2 separate regions of the Gossypium arboreum genome follow, and region 1 is linked to region 2. A link is a contact called in public Hi-C data. All regions are on one chromosome and are shown on one strand. Each heading gives the region's core, a stretch centred on a gene start, on an enhancer-like site or on the middle of the called end of the contact. The rest is flanking DNA. Distances are from core to core; before and after follow the strand shown. Region 1 holds the start of LOC108469239 (probable copper-transporting ATPase HMA5). Region 2 has its middle 7.6 kb from the start of LOC108470047.

The links. Hi-C and Micro-C count contacts between places; a contact is called where the count stands out from the background.
Region 1: a Hi-C map of leaf shows a contact between it and region 2, with 3 times the contacts expected there. The contact joins the promoter of LOC108469239 here to the enhancer-like site in region 2. A contact is called at or near these places in 2 of 5 Hi-C or Micro-C datasets (both in leaf).

The regions. Positions count from the first base shown.
Region 1 is chr8:9,495,471-9,499,523 of ASM2569848v2, forward strand. It overlaps LOC108469239 (probable copper-transporting ATPase HMA5), which reads right to left and starts at 2,606. Exons shown (of 2, transcript XM_053018194.1): 1 at 1,968-2,606; 2 at 1-715. The coding sequence starts at 2,258. The coding sequence ends at 539. It overlaps LOC108468129 (a long non-coding RNA gene), which reads right to left. Exons shown (of 2, transcript XR_001868968.2): 2 at 3,968-4,053. It also overlaps the pseudogene LOC128279282.
Region 2 is chr8:9,403,829-9,407,606 of ASM2569848v2, forward strand. No RefSeq gene overlaps it. Among protein-coding and RNA genes, the nearest start is that of LOC108470047, 7.6 kb to the left of the region's middle. Within about 2 kb of position 1,728, at least 2 of the 2 cell types and tissues checked have an H3K27ac peak or open chromatin away from gene starts, as enhancers often do. A contact at or near this core is called in leaf, where this site is marked.

The DNA of each region.
Region 1 (4,053 bases), core at 1,356-3,855, 93 kb after region 2:
AGCACCCATCTTATGACTTCACCTATAGTTAACATATTCACTTCTTTGGTGTCCAATCCATGTTTAATTCCAGGGATATACATGAAAACCATGGAGGTTAAAAATACAGGAGTAGTGAAAATCAAGCTCCATAGGAAGGATCTGAAGTACTGCTTAATTTCTTCCTTTCTATGAGATTCCCTTCCACCACCTTCACCTTCGGAATATATCGTTGCCTTAAAACGCCTGCTACTACCTGTTGAATCTATTACTTTGATGAAGTTTCTTGGTCCTGTCATAGCTGGTTTATATGAGACTGCAATTTTTTTGAGTTCAGGGGATATTTGTACAGCTTGAACACCAGGGAGTGCTTGAAGGGAATTTTCAAGCACTCTCATCGAGTTAACCGTCCTTACACCGTCGATACGGAGATTGATCTTGCTCATGTCTTCTCCAGTACTAACAAGTACGGCTCCGAATCCGGTCTCTTCTATTTTCTCCATGAGTTGATTGCAGGTTATGATTTTGGGATCATGATGAATCTGTGCTTCTTCGTTTGCTAAAGCCACTTGGACCTTTTGCACACCGGGAGCTGCCTGTCATTCCGTCGATAAGAAGTGCATGTCATTCCGTTGATCCGAATACGGCAGACTTGAACGGATTTATAGTCGGTCTCGTCTTGGATCAATGCAGCTTGAAATCCAGCATCTTCAATGGCGTCACGAATGCTCTCTTCCTATAAATGTTTAATATTTCAAAACCTTGTTCAAGATAAAAAAACAAAAGAACAAGACAGATTCAAGTCCAACTTGCATCTAATAAGTTAGGAGCTAAATCCTGCACCTTCTAATGAAACTGCAAGAACAATTAGTGGGATACATTTTTAAGCTTTACTTCATTCACTTAACGTCATCAAGTAATATCTTTTTGCATCTGTAACAATGAGAAAAGCTGTAGTAAAACTTTCAGTCCAACCCTTTTTGTCATTTGGAAATTAGCATCCAACAGTAAACAACATGAAGCATAGCTCTTGATGTAGAAGTATATTTTTTCCCCTTAGTTTTCCCTCAGCTCACTTAAAAAGTTAAATATTATATCTATACGTAATATATTTAAACTTCTGACAGAATTAATAACACAAATTAATCCAACATCAATTCAATTAAAATTTATTAAAAATAAAAAATTACCAAATATTATTATAATAATGTTTTTATTTTTATTTTTATATTTTGATATAAAAATAATTTAAAATATTATATCTATAGTTATTATATTTAAGTTATTAATAGAATTAGTAACACAATAGACTAAACATAAACTCAATTGAAAAATTATTTAAAAAATTCATTTAAAAATAAGAAATATTAGACGCTATTGTCTTTTTATATTTTTATATAAAAATCTAATATAAAAACAATTTAACCTAGACGAAACGTGAGACAATGAAACAATTTAACAAATATAGAAGTTAAATTGATGAAATATATAAATATCCTAATCATTGGATTGACAATATGAGAAGCCAAATTTGAGTAGACTTAAAATTTGAAGGGTGGTACTTGGGATTTAAGTATATAACACGTAAGGTGGGGTTTCATGGCTCACTACCAAGCTGGCCCCATTCACAAAAACAAATTGCAGCAACCTGTAGATTTGTCGGTAAAGCATCAATAGAAGTCAAAATCAAAGGGTTCATAATCATGCCTACTTTAAGTTGTTTCTTCCTTATCCTCCCCAAGCAAAGGTAAGTGGAAATAAAGTCAATAAAGTCAAACTTGTCAAAGCAGAGAACCAAATCTTGTTTTTGTTGCTTAGTGAAAACAATTGTTTCATTGCACAAACAAACAAAAAAAAGGTTACATTTTTCTTGTCCTATTCATGCATGTCTTTAGAAGGCTGCAATTAATTTGAATATCCGACTTGATGAATTAAAAGCTAGTTGTTCTGAAATTCAATTATCGAAACATAAATTAAGAAAAACTTACGTTAACAAAACTTGGGTAGAACATAACTTGCGCCTTGTTGTTCAAAACATCAACAACAGCTTCCTTAATTCCCGGAGGCCTCTTAATAGCCTTCTCGACGGAGCCAGCGCAGGCCGAACATGCCATCCCCATCACTGAAAACATAGCTTTCGCCTCTGATCCCTGCAAGCTCGTTTCTTGTGCCGTAACCCCTTTTGGGTATTTGGGAATCGATGGATAATGAGGCCTTGGTGACAAATCCCCAGAACTCTCCTTCCTTACGCATGACGAAGCTAACAACTTTATCGCCATCGTCAAACTTCTTGCCACATCAACATCATTCCCTCTTGCATCCTGAACAGCCAAAAAAAAAAAAAACAAAACCCAGTGAGATAAATGAAAGACAATTTAAATTGAATCTATGGGGGTATAAATTTGAATTAAACCCAAAATGAACCTTAACAGTGAAATCATGAACTGATTCCTTAGAAGATTGAGAAGACATAGTATGATGAAAAACTCAAATCTCAAACTACCCAAAGAAGACCTTAGCGAAATCAGAGGAAAAACAGAAAAGGGTTTTGCTTGGAACTCAGTTTAAGAGAAGCAAAAGCAAAGCAACTATATCAAGATTTAATTTATTTATTTTTCAAACAAGGCTAATACAAGTTGAAAAGGGTACCATGCAGCGTAATTTATAGGATTGTGAGAAGACGGTCAAAACGTCGTCTGGGGACCGTGAAGGCAAATTTTACAACGTGGAATTTTCATATGCTCGCACATCGGATAAAGTGGGGCCGTATTCGCATCAGGGCTACGTCCCCTAGTTTTGTACTTTTCGGCGTGTGAACGGAACATTTTGCGCTTTGCCCATTTCTCAATTGGTTCAAACTGTTGCATTTCTTGGTTTAAAATTTGTTCAAATATACTATATAAGTCTAATAAATTTTAATTTTAATCTTTATATTTTTATTTTCTGAAATTTAATTATTCTATTTTTATATTTCAAATTTAAATCCAATAATTAACATCTTATTTTTTGGTTAATTTTATTAGTATGATATTTTGAAATTAAAAAAAATTCATTTGATAACTATGTAACTAAAAAATGACGATATAATGATCTTAAATTTAACAAAAAAATTTAAAGATGTTAACAATTCAACTTGCTTTTTAAATCTAAAAAGTAGAGAGAGTAAATGCCTTATAATAAAAGTAAAATGACTAAATTCTAAATATTCGAGGAGTACAAAATCTTAGAGCATATTTAATATATCTAATATACCCTATATAAAACACTTATCAACTCCCTAACATTGCATTTGAAGTCTAAAACTCCACTGACATAATAACAAATATTTTATATATATATATTATAATAATATGAGATTACACAAAAGGAAACAATTCTTATATGGCACAATTTATAAATTGTCATTTGTTACCATAATAATCTACCGTGTATAACTCATTTAAAAATTTAATTCAAAACAAATTCCTCATAAAAATATAGAAACAATTTTGGACAAATTTTATTATGTTTTGTTTATATATGGACAAATTTGGAATGAAAAAAATTAATTTATGACAAATTCTTTATAAAAATATATTTTCATTAATTCAATTCATATTGTTTTCTTACAAAATTCATGTTATATTTAATTTATTAATTAATTTTAAAAATTTTATATTTATTTTTCACAATATTAATGAATTAAATCTCATCTTTTTTTTTTTTTTTGTTGAACATAAGTTTAAAAATAAAGCGAGCATCATCCTAATGAAAATTATCATCAATTAGCAGTGATTGCTTAATCTCTTCTTCAAGCCAACATCTCACAATGGAATTAAAATAATGAATTGAAATAGAATGTGAAATATATTGTAAATACATGGAACTCATGAATTGAATGTAGAATGGATAGTGTCATTATTTAAATAATATGTGGAATGGAAAACTATTATATAGTAAGTAATGAAAATTGATTATGGTATATAATGATGTATTCATGAATTGAGTATTGTATGGCTAATGTCATAGTATGAATAAATGTGGTTTTAAATATTCAATTGTGTCTATTATATTTGTAGAGGCCCAAATTTGCCC
Region 2 (3,778 bases), core at 478-2,977:
TATCATCTGTCCCACTTCATTATAAATGTATAATTTTAAAAACATGTATTACCTCTATAAATGTTGGATGCATCTATTTGCATTCCTATGTTATTCTGTTTCGATTTAAATTTTTTACTTATTATTAATATTTTTAAAGTCAAGTTCTATAAAAAAAATATAAATTTGAAGTTAAGTAAACATTTAAACATAATATTTCGCAACAACATCTAAATATAAAATATATAGAATTTTTTTATATAATACATCACTTTTATCTTTTAATAGTTTTATATAAACAAAGATAAAATGGTAATATAACAAAGTGGAGCGAGGTAGAGTAGAGTAGAGTAGAGTAAGCAATTACCATGACTGCTCCATACACATTTTCCAAAATAAAAAATCCACTGCATCCCACCCACATTCATTTTTAAAAAAAAAATCTATTCCATCCCGAGTAGATCGATTCAAATTCTATCGATTAGTTCGGATTTTTCCATATCCTTTTATTTTCAATTTGCTATTTCACTCTATCAAAAATTAAATTAATTATTTTCTGTTTTAAAATTATTTATAATGCCTTCACTAAATTTTGAATATATAATTACATATATAAATTATAATTACAATATTCTCTTAAAAGAGTATGTTATTTAAAATAAAATTCTATTATCATTTTATATTAATAGTTTCTGTAAAATTTTAAAATTATATATAATTATTTCTTCTTTATTTATTTTAATTTTATCCATAAATTATTAAATATTGAAAAATATTCTCGTAACAAATTTTATCAAAACAAGTAATTTAAAAGTCTAAAACTTATATTAATTTCCTAAAAAACTTATAATTTAAGTGTAGGTTAAGCACTATATTCTAATTAAATTAAATTATTTTATTTTCAACGAGAATAATTACCAAATCGAAATTTTAAATAAATTAATTAAAGTTTTATATTTAAAATTTATTAATCTTGGAGTAGATTGATATCATGTTAACTCTATTTATAAATATTAATTAAATTAAATAAAAAATTATATAGTTAAATGGCATAACTTTAGTAATTTAAAAAATTTAAAATTTAAACTTATATATAATATGGGTTAATATTTGATACACACAATATACCTTTTTTTTATTCTGCAATTAACTTTAAAAATTATCATATATCTATTTTTAAAAGTATTCTTTTTAATATTTTATTATACTTTTATAACACTTGTCAACTTACTGAAAGAGTGTAGCTCACTGGAGGTTTCATCTTGTGTTTCTTGAATTGGGCGTAGGTAACAGAACATTAAAATTCCCCTTCAATCCAGATAACCAGGCTATGAAAAAAAGAATTGATGGGCAACGAATGTTGCAATGTATAAAAAGATGATGGATTCTATAATATTACACACAGAAAAGGAAACAAGGCCCACCCAACCAAATAACCAGGCAACCTACCCCCATTCACCAGTACTGCAACGGTAACCAAAATTTGTTCTCAGTTGCAAGTAAATACAGAAGACAGTAAGATGATGAAACTGCTCTGCCATGATGATTTCAAGCATTAGAAGATCAATCCCAATTGGAGTCCTTTTGATATCCTGTTACAAGTAACCGAAGTTGACCAACTGAAATTGCAGAAAAGTCGTCATAATGACTACCTGAAGCATTTTCTATACAACGCACCACCCAACAATATGTGTTTCAACCTGAGGTTCAAGTTCAACAACGGTGTTGGATTGAAAAGGAAACGTGCATTCACAACACTAGAAGAGGAAGACGATCGCGAATGGGAAGCACCGAAACCAAAGCTCAAGAGAAGCAAGAAGAACATAAACCCGTTTGCCCACTGCCACCACCAGACTTGCCTCCAAAATTCAAACAACATATACTTGAAGAAATGGGTGGTACGGGTTTGGTTTTGGTCATCCAAAAGATCATCTTTTACTCCGATGTCACCCTACTGCCAGTCGTTTCTCCATACCCTTCTCCCAAGTCAAGACTCATGACTTCCTCAACGAGGCAGAGGCTAAAAAGTTGGCTTGGCTCACAAAAACCCATGCAGGTGTGCCTCTTAGACCCATCGTTGAAGCAAACAAGCATTACCTTTAACAAGTGGGTTATGGGGAACACCTCGCTCTATGTCCTCACCAACACGTAGAACCCTGTTGTCAAGAAGAACCAACTTGAGAAAGGGGACATGGTGCAACTCTGGTCTTTCGGGTGAATTCCCCTGCTGTACTTTGCACTCGTCAAACTATGACTTCCAATCATATTTGCCGCTTTATACAACATATATATATATATATATATATATATATTTTTTTTTTTTATTTTCGCCAAGCATGTTTGGTGACTAATAGTTATTGAAGTTTTCTTTTTTTTTTTCTTTTCAATATAGTTGAAAATTCACTCATTTTTTCTCTTTAATTGTTTTACACTAGATTATGCCCCTCCTTTCATTCGGGAAATGTATGACTCAATTTACAATTTTGATACGTTAAAAATAAAAGAAAATCAGAATAATTAAATCACCTCATATATATACATATGGTTTACTTAAAATTAATTTTTTGGGTAGGCTAAATCAAATAAAACACACCATGATACTATTGAAATTTGCATAGAACGAAATTTAAAATTTGTTGTTATAATTTTTACCATAATAGAGCATTCCAACCAATACGAAATGTACTAAAATGGCACCAATTACCATGCGTTGATCACTTAAAAATCGATCTATTTGAACTGATTTTGGTTCCAACATTCCGTCAACTTTTTTAGTTCTAAATCAATTTTGGTTTGATTTTCTGACATGTCACTTCATTAATTTTTTTTAAATCTTAATGTTTTTTTTTATTTCCTTTCATTTGATTGATAGGTACATGGGGAGGTGGGTTTTATGCATAAAAATTCAAAAATTAGTTTCATTAAACTGATTTCTCTCTCCACTTTTAAAAAACTTATATTAGATTGGTTATTATTAAAAAAATGCATTATTTTGAAAACAAATTTAGATTATTTATATATTAGAGTAAAAAAGCTCATAAAAAAAATGAGTATATCGGTTCTAGTTAGGTAAATCGATTTTTTTCTCCATGATCAAAACTTGTTTTATCTGGCTTTTTTTTTATTAAATTAACTCAAAAAATAATTATTTGCAAGAATGACTCAACTTTAAAAACAATGACAAGAATAACCTGAAATTAACAGTGGAGAGTGGTGTCGTCACCCTCATGGTCGACACCCAAGTTAGTCTTTCTCCCATCATTGGCTACTGGTTGCTGGGGGTTTAAAAAATATTTTTTTTGGTGTCGGCACTATAATGGTCGGCACCCTTATATATATATATATTTTAATTAATACAATTATATATTTAAATTAAATTAAATGAATAAATTATCTTTTTCAAAATTTTGTTTATCTAATTAACTATTTATTTCAAATATAAATTTTTATAATTTAATAGATAATAAAAAATGAGTAAATTACCACCAACAATCCCTCAACTTTGGGAGAGCTAACAAAATGTCATTCAAGTTTCAATTCAGTCACTCAACTTTCAAAAAATAACAAAACAATCACCATTAACCATTTTCCGTTATAGACTTAATAGAGCTGCCATTTTTCGTCCCCCTATCATTACTCTCCCATCCCTCTCCCTCTTCCCCGCTATCCCTCCCCCTACTCTGATTCTCTCCCCCTCTTTTATCAAATAAGCCCATTAACTTTTGTGCAGACCTCCCCACCCTTGCCCTTTCCCTCTCTTCCCCGTGTTTCTTCTTCACCATCATCCCCACCACCATTA